2 separate regions of the Oryctolagus cuniculus genome follow, and region 2 is linked to region 1. A link is a contact called in public Micro-C data. All regions are on one chromosome and are shown on one strand. The core of a region is the stretch at or near the end of the contact, and the rest is flanking DNA. Distances in the headings are between cores, read along the strand shown.

Evidence for each region. Hi-C and Micro-C count contacts between places; a contact is called where the count stands out from the background.
Region 2: a Micro-C map of ear pinna shows a contact between it and region 1, with 2.1 times the contacts expected there. The contact joins the promoter of RCBTB2 here to the enhancer-like site in region 1. A contact is called at or near these places in 3 of 6 Hi-C or Micro-C datasets (ear pinna, skin fibroblasts and an unstated tissue).

What each region holds. Positions count from the first base shown.
Region 1 is chr9:67,490,920-67,496,772 of mOryCun1.1, reverse strand. RCBTB2 (RCC1 and BTB domain containing protein 2) reads left to right here. Exons shown (of 12, transcript XM_008273815.4): 12 at 5,044-5,853. The coding sequence ends at 5,184. Among named protein-coding and RNA genes, the nearest start is that of RCBTB2, 41 kb to the left of the region's middle. Within about 2 kb of position 2,827, at least 1 of the 8 cell types and tissues checked has an H3K27ac peak or open chromatin away from gene starts, as enhancers often do.
Region 2 is chr9:67,531,311-67,537,163 of mOryCun1.1, reverse strand. It overlaps RCBTB2 (RCC1 and BTB domain containing protein 2), which reads left to right and starts at 2,771. Exons shown (of 12, transcript XM_008273815.4): 1 at 2,771-3,011.

The sequences.
Region 1 (5,853 bases), core at 1,578-4,077:
TCAGAGCTGCATCTCGAGGATACAGGCCAGAACTTCTCGAGTCGATTTCCTTTTGGTGTAAGGATATCCTCTCCTTTGCTCAAAAACAGGGACATTTTAGTAAAACAGAAAAAAAGTTATAACTGGTTTTCTGCTTATGTAGACACTATTATGCTTATTAAAGAGAATTTGGAAAATACAAAAAAGTGAGAGGAAGGAAATGACTCATCAGCCCGAGAACATGACGACTCTCAGACAGCAACTTCTGATTTTTTTTCTGTCACATTATGCACAAGGGTCCTTCAGAAAGTTTGTTGGAAAAAAAAATGCATGTTTTGAAAAAAAATATACTTGGATTTCCAAGTTTTGGGCACCAAAATAAACATATTTTAATTCCATTTTTTGTGAACTTTTTGAAGTACACGTGAATCTATCTAAATATTTGAAGGCTGGGGCTGGCACTGTAGTGTACAAGGTTAAGCATCTTGCCTGTGGTGCCAGCATCCCAGATGGGCGTTGGTTCGAGTCCCAGCTACTCCACTTCTGATCCAGCTCCCTGCTAATGGCCTGGGAAAGCAGTGGAAGATGGTTCAAGTGCTTGGGACCTGGAGGAAGCTCCTGGCTCCTGCATTTGGAGTGGTCCAGGTCCAGCCATTGCGGCCATTTGGGGAGTGAACCAGTGGATGGAAGACCTTTCTCTCTGTCTCTCCCTCCCTCTCTTTGTAACGCTGCCTCTCAAGTGAATAAATTAATCTTTAAAAAAAATACTTGAAGGCTAGATCTTTTTAACGTAACATAGAAGAAAAAATCTTACGCATCTTGAGACATTGATGGCTAAGAGCCCAGTGAATGCTTGTCATACATCAAGGAAATAATATATTGGGCACTTAGGGCATGCAAAATGCCTCCTGGCCAAACAAGATGCAGGCGCTTTTCCTGGAGTTTGCTCTTTCAGTCATGGTGATGATACTGATCTCTGGGGCGGGCTGGTGACTCAGCGCTGTCATGAGAGCCAGGCTGTATTTCTAAGACTCTTCATATGCCCTATTGATGTGGATTTCCTGGATGGTCACCTTCCAGCCCTCTGTTTTCTAGGAAGCTCGCTCCTTGAGAAATGGCTCTGTTTTGCTCACACCGTATCTCTGATGCCCGGCGCAGTGCCTGACACGCAGGAGGTCCTCGTTCAGTATTTGTGCAGTGTGCGTTCTGCTTTGCCTATAGAGACGTTCCATTTTGCTGCACTCGTCTAGCTAATTCCCGTACCCTGAAGCGGTGTGACAGACTACAAGTGAATACACTGCATGCGAACTCAGTGTCACGTTGTTAGGAAGAACAGTGTATTTGACTTAGCTGACTCTTACAGCCCAGCGCGGATTTGAAGAATGTGAAGACTAGCAAACTATAGTCCTTCCTGCTGGACTGCCACCTAGCACATACTCAGTATGAGTCAGGCAGTAGTCGAAGCCCGGCTCATGTCTCATTTACTCTTTAGAACAGCCTTTAAAAATAAAGGCATTATTATTTTTATTCCCAATTTACACAGGAAGAAACTGAAGCATGGGGAGCATAAGTCAATTCTTAGTAAGCTAGTACAGTGCAAAACTGGAACGCAATCCCAGGGTGGACACATTTAACATGTACGTGTTGCACTGCAATTTTCCTGGTCCCTTTTATTCGAGCCTGCAGTGTTTATTGATACCACAGATGTTCACTGAGTGCCTGCTGTGTGGCTGGCACTGTTCTTAGGAACAAGGGGCTCTGCAGGTGAACAAAGCTGACCAGAACTCTGCCCTTACGGAACTTCCTGGTGCAGGTGATGGGCGTTAAGTAAGTGAGGACAATGTGTAGTGCGTCAGAAGGTCGTAACTGACACAGAAGGACGTCAGCCAGGGACAAGGGCTTGGGAGTGCCAGGCTGAGAGTGAAGTGGGCACTGGGCAGGTGAGCTGCAGGCGGAGCGTTAGAGAGCAAGCTCTTAGCGGATGGATGGAGTGAGCCGGAAGGTCGCAGGTGGCGCTGTGCAGGCGGTGTGTGGAGAGAGGCAGGGTCTGTGGGCCCAGAAAGCACCGTCAGAATCTGAGCCCTCCTCTGGGCGAGCTGGGGGAGGGGCTGGAGAGGAATAGACCTGCTGTGAGCAACAGGGTAGGGGCCCGTAACCATAGCCCCCGCAGTGTGGAGAAGCCTGCGGCAGGGACAGTGGCCGGTGCGATGCGTGACCCAGCACGTGCCCAAGGTGCGTGGGCCTTGGTTATTAGCTGCGGCAATGGTGAAAAGTGGTTGGCTTTTGAGTGTGATTTGAAGGCAGAGATGAGAGAATTTGCTGCTGGATTGGATATGGGGGAAGGGTAAGGGAGAAAAAGAAAGAAAACTAAGATGATTTCCAAAGTTTCTGGCCTGAGCAGAACAAAGGATGAAGTTGTCATTTATTGAGATACGGAAGACTGGGAGGAATTTTGGGGGGAATAGTGGGAGTTTTTTTTCTTTCTTTTAAGATTTATATATTTATTTGAAAGGCAGAGTTACAGAGACAGGAGAGACAGAGAAAGGTCTTCCATTTGCTGGTTCACTCCCCAAATGGCCACAATGGCCAGACCTGGGCCTGTCCTAAGCTAGGAGCCAGGAGCTTCATCCGGGTCTCCCACGTGGGTGCAGGGACTCAAGCACTTGAGCCATCCTTCACTGCTTTCCCAGGTGCGTGAGCGGCCGGGACTTGAACCAGCGCCAATATGGGATGGCAGTTTTCCAAGTGGTGCCTTAGCCTTTGATGCCAGCCCCTGAGGCTCCCTTCTGAGTGCTGTTTCCACAGTGAACTGGGGAAGGGCAATAGCTTAGCACTGAGGCTGAGAGAGGAGGTGCAGGGCTTAAGGAGAGACAGTATGAGTCACCCAGGAACTATGCTTGAATCACAGGACAGAACCAAGGGCCCCATGACAAAGATGAAGCTGTGTGCAGTACCAGCCTTTCAAGTAGGCTACACGCCCTAACCCTAACCCTGATGGAAAACACCAGGGCTTTGTTGGGTATGGACAGAATTTCCTTATTACCAGTACCACCCTGTGCCAATTTATTGAGTCCTTGGAATCTCGGGAACTCTTTCCAAGTCCTGTCCTTGCTTAAGTATGGTGAGAAATTTCCATCCTAGAAAGTAAAGGAGAGTAGGTGCAAGTGATTTTCTCTCCCAGTAACTAGCAGTTCTGTCGATGCTGTCTGGATCTGGGAGGCCTCGCACTGCGCATCACTGAAACGCGTGTATTATGCTCTAGTTCTAGCTGAGTAGTGGAGCTACGTGCCTGTGTAATTCGGCCGAGGAGTGGGTATCTGGCGTGCTTCATTGTCATGTGCTGTAGGCACGAGTGGCCTTGCTAAGGTGCAAACAAGTACATCACTGCCGGTGGCCATCGGGCTCCTCTGTGTGTGTGTGAGATCAAGGGCGTGTGTGAACTTTAGCTGCCTCACCACAGGGGGCTTCCCTGCGTGCCCTTGCCAGCCTGCCCCGCTGTGTTCAGCTTTGCCTCCTGGGGTTTGTTTCTTCTCTTGTAAGGAAATGCACTGTGGCTTTGTGTGTACATTGGCATGGCAGTTGGTACTGCTAATGTTTCCTTTGACTTTTTTTTTTTGCCTTCAGCATTTGCTGTAATTTTTGCGTCCAAAGAAGAAAAGACCATAGAGTGTGTTGTGCATATGTATGCTTGGAAGTGACTTGGGAGCTTTATTTTATTTATTTATTTATTTTTGACAGGCAGAGTGGACAGTGAGAGAGAGAGAGACAGAGAGAAAGGTCTTCCTTTTGCCGTTGGTTCACCCTCCAATGGTCACCGCGGCCGGCGCACTGCGGCCGGCGCACCACGCTGATCCGAAGCCAGGAGCCAGGTGCTTCTCCTGGTCTCCCATGTGGGTGCAGGACCCAAGCACTTGGGCCATCCTCCACTGCACTCCCGGGCCACAGCAGAGAGCTGGACTGGAAGAGGGGCAACCGGGACAGAATCCGGTGCCCCAACCGGGACTAGAACCCGGTGTGCTTGTGCTGCAGGCGGAGGATTAGCCTAGTGAGCCGCGGCGCCGGCCGAGCCTTATTTTTTATGAATTGTCTTCAGTGCCATAGAGGGGGAATCTTTCAAAGTTGTCACCACCTGGCGGCACCTGGTGCTGGGTCAGATGGCACCGCAGCCCAGGGTCCAGGGCAGCTTGGAGGTCCCGTCCCGGCAGGTGGCCGCACCTTCCCAGGACCGTAAGAGTACTGGGTTGCCCTCACTCTGGTTCCCAAGTTTACAGTTTGTTCACCATTTTATTTGAACGACAGAGATCTCTCATCCACTTGTTTACTCCCCAAATGCCTGCAACAGCCGGGGCTGGGCCAGGCTGTTAGCAGGAAGCTGGATTGGAAGTGGTAGGGTGGGGACTGGAACCCAGGCACCCTGATGAGGGATGGGGTCGTCCCCAGCTGGCTTCTTAACCGCTGCACCAAGTGCCTGCCCCTCTCGTTTACAGTTCTAATCAGGGGAATGACTCCAGGGTGCTTCACGATATTCCCAGAGAGCTGTGCAAGGCCTGCCACGCCTGCAAGGCAGTTAAGACTAATGGAGATGCGTGATGGGATGAAATCCACTCGTCCCGCATGCATCTTCCTGCCTGGGGAGGACAAATGGCATCACTGTTGATTATGGTTCACCCTTTCCACCAGGTCTGTGGGTAGAAACAGTTCAGGCTCCCAGGGGAATAAAAGGAGGCATGCGGTGATTTTAACCCATATTGGAAGTGAAATGAACAAGTTCAAGTAGTGTCTGTGGAAAAAGGCAGTGGAGGATTCATGTCCCTGGGAGGGAGCAGTCAGCTTGTTTGCCTTCCTTGGGGAGGAGGAACTTGAATGCTGTTCTCTGTGTTATTTAATTTTTACAGCATAGATTCATAACAGGTATATGGTTTTTATAACTGTCCTGTAGTTTACCATACCAACATTTCCTCCTCTGGGCTATCCGTCCTTTCTCTGCTTGTTTTAGGAATTCTCATGCCAGCTTGCACTGCAGCAGGAAATGCGAGTTTACTAAAGCGCCTCTGTTGTTTCTAGGACTTAGAAGACTTCTGCTTCAGGTTTTGCATCAACCACCTGACTGTAGTAACGCAAACTTCAGGCTTTGCCGAGATGGACCATGATCTCCTGAAGAACTTTATCAGCAAAGCAAGCAGAGTAGGAGCCTTCAAAAACTGATGCCGCTGCAGGCAAGGGAGGGGCTTCGCTGCGAAGGCTAGAGAGCACTCATTTCTGTCCCATCAGTAGTACCTACCGTGAGCTGCGTTCGGGAATGGTTACGTTCCGTCCGAAGAAAGATGGTGTCAGTCTTTTCCATCGGCCTAAATCCAGCGTTTACATAGAAAGCAGCGAATGCTCTGGTCAAATATGACCCTGCTCAAGGAAAGAATGGAAGTGTTTTTATCTCTACCTTTTCCTCTTTTCAGTCACTTAAGTTGGGTGCCCTTGGTACATAGTTCTCAGCATGATATTGTGGACAAGGTTCCCCTATTCAGCCGGCTGGTGTCACAGATAGCTTGACAAGCAATGCTGTCCCTACCACATTTTCAGAATCCAGCACAGTGCCTTGCATAGAGTAGGCACTCGATGAATTTATTATAAATCCTAAGTCTTGTCTGGGAATAGCTTCATGGAATACTGGATAGAGCAATAACTTGCATAAAATCAAGGTAAAACAGGCTGTAATGACTGGGGTCTGTGTTCTTCTGGTACATTGTTCTGAGAAGTAGTGGCTAACTTAGAACGTTAATTAGAATTCACGAAAGGCCTTAGCACTTAAATTTTTAAAAGGCCCAAGGGCTAATTTTAATTTTCTGTTTACTCTGAGTCATTAATTTCTCATATGGA
Region 2 (5,853 bases), core at 1,522-4,021, 40 kb before region 1:
CTTCTTCTTTTTTTTTTTTTTTTTTTTTTTTTTTAATTTTTTGACAGGCAGAGTGTACAGTGAGAGAGAGAGACAGAGAGAAAGGTCCTCCTTTTTCCGTTTGTTCACCCCCTCAATGGCCGCTGTGGCCGGACTGGAAGAGGAGCAACCGGGACAGAATCCAGCACCCCGACTGGGACTAGAACCCGGGGTGCCGGTGCTGCAGGTGGAGGATTAGCCTACTGAGCCGTGGCGCCGGCCACAGGAGCTTCTTCTGGGTCTCCCATGTGGGTGCAGGGACCCAAGCACTTGGACCATCTTCCACTGCTTTCCCAGACCATTAGCAGGGAACAGGATTGGAAGCAGAGCAGTCAGGATTCAAACTGGCATCCATACGGGATTCCAGTGCTGTAGGTGGAGGGTTAACCTTCTATGCCACAGCACCAGCCCCTCAGATTTTCTTTGAAATTGAGAGAAAACATTGTACGTTGAAATGTTTAGAAGTATGTACACCATGTAGAATGGTTAAATCCAGCTTAACAAATGTATTACCTCACATTAGTTAATTCTGCAAAGAGACCACATTACAATCCAAAAAAAAAAAAAAAAAAAAAAAAAGATTTGTTGATTTGAAAGGCAGAGTTACAGAGAGAGGGAGAAAGAGATCTTCCATCTACTGGTTCATTCCCTAGATGGCTGCAAGGGTGCCAATGTCCAAAGCTGGGCCAGACTGAGGCCAGGAGCCAGGATCTTCCTCCAGGATGATACATTGTCATTAACTACAGCTACCTTGTTGTGCAATAGACATCTTTTTTTTTTTCTAAAGATTTAGTTATTTATTTGAAAGTCAGAGTTACACAGAGAGAGGAGAGGCAGAGAGAGAGAAGTCTTCTGTCTGATGTTTCACTCCCCAGATGGCCACAACGGCCGGAGCTGCACCGATCTGAAGTCAGGATCCAGGAGCTTCTTCTGGGTCTCCCACGTGGGTGCAGGGACCCAAAAAGCCATAGCAGAGAGCTGGATTGGAAGAGGTGCAGCAGGGACTAGAACCATCACCCATATGGGATGCCAGCACTTTAGGCCAGGGTGTAAACCCACTGCGCCACAGCACCGGCCCTCTGCAATGGATATCTTGAACTTGTTCTTCTGACTGTAATTACCTCTGGCCAACATCTCCCATCCCTTGTAACTACCCAGCCTCTGATTAACCACAGTTATGATTTCTACTTCCATGAGTTCAACTATTTTATTCTACATATGAGTGAGGTCATGCAGTATTTATTTTTCTGTGCCTGGCTTCTTTCACTTAACATAAAGGCTCCCAGGTTCATCCATGTTGTTGTATGTGCCAGGGCTTTGTCTTTTTTTACTGCTAAGTAGTATGCTACCATGTACACAGATACTGTGCTTTTCATCCCTTCACCTGTTGTTGATGGACACTTAGGTTGATTCCATACCTTGGCTACTGGGGATAATGTTGCCATAAACGTGGAAGTACAGCTGACTTTTTGACGTACTGACTTTATTTCCTTTCATTTTAAAGCCTTTGGCGATCAAAGAGCAATCATCTTACCCAGAAGGTCAGGCCCTGGAGAACTGGCACAAACCACCCAGGTGAGAGCAGAGCGTAGATTTACATGCATGTCTAGGACTCTGAACGAGGTTATGAGGGAAGCATATTTGAGGAACTAAAGGAATGTCATCAGTGCAATATCATTCCACAGATAAAATTCTGTGGGACAAAGAGAAATTAAGACATTTAATACAGAGTAAGATACTATCTGTCTCTCAATAGTTTCACAATCTAGTGAAATATATTACAAATATATACAAATAATGGTTGTATACAGAAGATGTTGGGGGAGGGGCAGGCATTTGGCATAGCAGTTCAGACTACACTTGGGATGCCCACATGCCATATGTGAGCACCTGAGTTCTAGTCCCAGCTCTGCTCCTGGTTCCAACTTCCTGCTAATGCACACCCTGGCAGTCAGCCATTCACAAGGGAGACCCAGATTGAGTGCTTGACTCCTGGCTTCCGCCTGGCCCAACCCTGGTTGTTGTGGGCATCTGGGGAGTGAATCAGCAGATGGGTGATCTCTGTCTCTTTGTTTTTCAAATAATTTTTTTTAAAAAATTACAAAAAGATAAGTGTAATGATAACCCTATCTCATCTGACTCCTTTCTTATAGCTACCTTATCCCTTAGACACATGTTATTTTTCTGATTATTGTTTTTAAATAAAACTCCAAGCTGTCCTTTCAAAGGGTAATTGTTTAGGGGGAAATCCTGTCTTATGTGTACCACACCTCTATGACTTTATTTAGGTCTCATAAAATCCAGTAAATCCAGGTCCCTTTCTAGAGCTCAATGGGCTGTGCTGTAATAATGGACATAAATGTCTTCCAGCTGAAATGACCAAAGCCCGACAAAACCAAAGACTGACACTGTCACTCTGGGGTGGAATCTCAATTATTCATCTGGTTGTGTTCCTTCTGGCAATCCATTTAAACACTCACCCAGATTATCATCTAGGTACAGAAGTAACCAGAAAGTTAGAGCTGGTAACTTTCAGCTATTGAGCGTTTTACCCAAAACCCACACAGGTGGACGTGTAATGTAGAGCAAGAAATTACTGCAACACTACAAACTTGTGATCCATTTTGCAAAAATCTACTAAGACCAACGGAAGTGTGGTGCAACGAATCCTTGCAAATTAATAGAGAAAGCGCGATTGTTCCGTAACACCTTGGTCCCCAAAGTAACTCAGGTGACCTGCCCAACACCAATCACTCATTACATTACGGAGGAGTCCAGGGCTTCAGCCCTGCAGCAGTGAGTTGAAAACGGGGTCGCGTGAGCCGTGGGAAGCGCCCCGGGCTTCCAGATGGAGTGTTTGCTACAGCGGAGAAAGGGAGAGTGGAAAAGGTTGCCCAGATCCTCGCACGCGTCCCACCCTCCAGGTCAGGCCCTGATCAGTTTCCAAGATCTGGGGGACCAAGACCCCGGAGAGAGCCGAGGTGTCCCACAAGGTAACTCCCAGGAAAAGGCGGAGGCGGCCGCAGCGGGAGGCGCGGCGTCCAGTCGCTGGGGTCCGCGCCCAGGAGGGGGACTCGGTGGGGAGGGGGCGGGAGCGGCGGTGGGCAGCGCAGGGAGGAGGGGAGGGGCGAGGCGCGGTCGCTGGCCCCATCCCCTCGTCGGCGCTCCCCTTCCCGCCCGTCCTGGCCGGGCACCCGAGCGCATCCCGCCGCGGCCGAGCCACTTCAGGGGGAGGCGCCAACTCGTCGCGGTGCTGGGCCCCCGATCGAGCAGTAACCGCGACCCAGGAGGCGGAGCAGACGCGGCTTGGGCCTGCGCTGAGGTGAGGTGTGGGGGTGGCGTGTGAGGCCGAGGCGGGGCGCCAGGCGTGCAGCAGGCAGCTCGCAGGTACCCCAGCAACGGGGCTGGGCTCGCCAGCATTTCCCGCCCCCACTCCTCGACCGCGGCTACCGCCTAGGGGCCCCCGGGGGCGAGAGCCTCGCCCCAGCCGCGGGCCCGGGCGTCGCTGCGCATGCGCAACCCAGGTGGCGGGGGCTGGACGCCACGCTCGGGCTACATCCCAGCCTAGGCCTCAGGGCGGAGGCTGCATCGCGCATGCGCGAGCGGCGAGCGGTTGTGGGGGTCGCATCTGCTACTTGGCTTTGGCCAAGGGGGGCTTTGCGTTTGCCTCAGTCCGCTGGGGTCCGTTTGGCGTTGCTCCTGGGCAGTCGCTTGCCCGGAGCCTGCTCTGCTAGGCTTCTGCGTCCTGTCAGGCCCCCGGGGAGAGGCGTCCTAGGGCGCAGGTGTGGCGCCTGTCTCGGAGTATCGTTTTCTCTCCCTGTTCTTCACCGTGTGTGCGCTGCTGTGTTTATTTCTATCGCCTGGACCCCTGGCTTCGCCTTGTAAATCGAACAGGCTCGCTAGCCCAGGTGATAGGATGTTTTCGACATGATGTCGAGGGATAGCGCGGAGAGTTCGAATTTGCTGGACGAAACTGTCAGGCCCTGCTAAGGGAGACAGGAGGGGAAGTCGGCGGCGTACATCTTAAGCCGGAGGTACTTCTGGGCTCCGCCCCGGAAGCAGCGGTTTTCCAGGCCTTGAAAACTTTCAAGTGCCCCGCCTTGGCTGAGGAAGAGCTTCCTGCCCGCGTTGGAAGGCGAGTGCAGAACAAAGTTCTGCTTTTGTTCTTTGCAAAGCTACAGAAACTTGCAGACAGCTCGAGGCCAGGACTGTAGCGAAACGCATGTGGCTGAGCTGGCTTGTTCTGCACTTGGCAACTTAATCCGTGTCAGAGCCGAATAAAAGTGGTTGAATGTACAAGCTGAGCTTTGGCAGTTTACTCTCCTCCTCCACCCCCCCGACTGGAAGGTGATAGCATCAAATGTGACTCGAGCCTCCCAGCTTTGCTATTTCCTAGTCCTGAGTCCCTGCCTGGCTGAACACCTCGTGGCGCAGTAGTACTTAGCTAGGTCGGTTTTGTGGCTCCTGGGGCTGCTGTGCTGTTTTTAACAATGTCATTACCGTCTGCATTGTAATCTTATATGCTGTGCTGATACAGTTGTTGAGGGTTGGAATAGAAGCGCCGCGTAGGAATGGAGACTCGGAGTGCTCCAGGTGAAATGTCATATCTTCTATTTCCTACTGCCTGGGCACTGCATACCTGTTACTAAGTAGTAGGTAAAGCCCGCAGGACGAGGCGCCCTTGGGTACCTCACTCCCACCATACACGCCTAATCGCTGTGGCTGGGCTCGCCCCGGGACGCCTGCACTTGATACTTCCTCCCTGCTCAGTACTCACTTTCCCACTCCATTGAACCTGCATGGCACTGTACTACATTTTCAGATGTTAGGGTTCAAAAAAGGTGGGGAAGCATCTAGTTAAAGTGGAAAAGACTATTTGAGGGGAGGACAGAATGGAAGGGTGAAGAGAGTGGAGGTTCAGCCTGGGCAGGCGGTTTGAGGCCAGGCTTCATCCCGTTTGAGCGGCAGGTGGAGTTCCTTCTTAGGCTGCTTGTTGGGGGAGGTGCAGAGTGCCGCCTGGACCCTGACAGGGTGGGTGGGGTGCGTGCAGCAAGGCTCAGTGTACAATGCATCCTCTTAGCAGTTTGGAATGTCCCAGCTAAGGGGCTTTTCCAAATAAACATTCCACCGACCTTTAGATTATCTGCACCTGGCTTCATTGGGTTAGGGGATCAGGCCTCAGTGACTTAGGGGGTTCAAATACCCTGGACTTCATGCAGTCTTGGAGAAGTGATTATATCCTCTGGCATAGCCCCTATTCTGACTCTCCAACCTCTTATCCCACTCTTTTGGCATTGTAGCACTTAAGTGCTATCTTATGTTGTGTACCTGAATTCATGTGAGCTATCTTCACCCGGAATCAAAGCTCAGAAGGTGTTTGTTAACTAAATGATAGAAATTGGAATCTAACTCACTCCGGAGATACTTTGTACTGAATTCGACATGGATTCCTTCCACAGACGTTCATTTCCTATCAGGTCCTGTCCTGGATGCTTGGTGTCTATCAGTGAACACAGATCCCTCCCCTCAGGAGCTTATATTCTTGAGAAAGGGGATCAATAAACATTTCATTATTATTCTAGAAATGATAAGTGCTGTGAGAAAATGAGAAAGGGGATTGGAAGTGCAGGTGTGGGCTGCAGTTTTAAACTAGTCCTCATGATAAGTCTGAAGAATAAATCGGAGTGGTGCTCCAGATGTGGAGAACTGGGTTTTAGAAGTACATGTCCTGGGAAGAGGTGGGCTTTGCCACGTTCTGCTATGTCTCAAATGTGGGTCTCCACACTGACAGATGTCGCCATCCTTTCTGTATGTAGGTAGAATGTATGTGTGTGT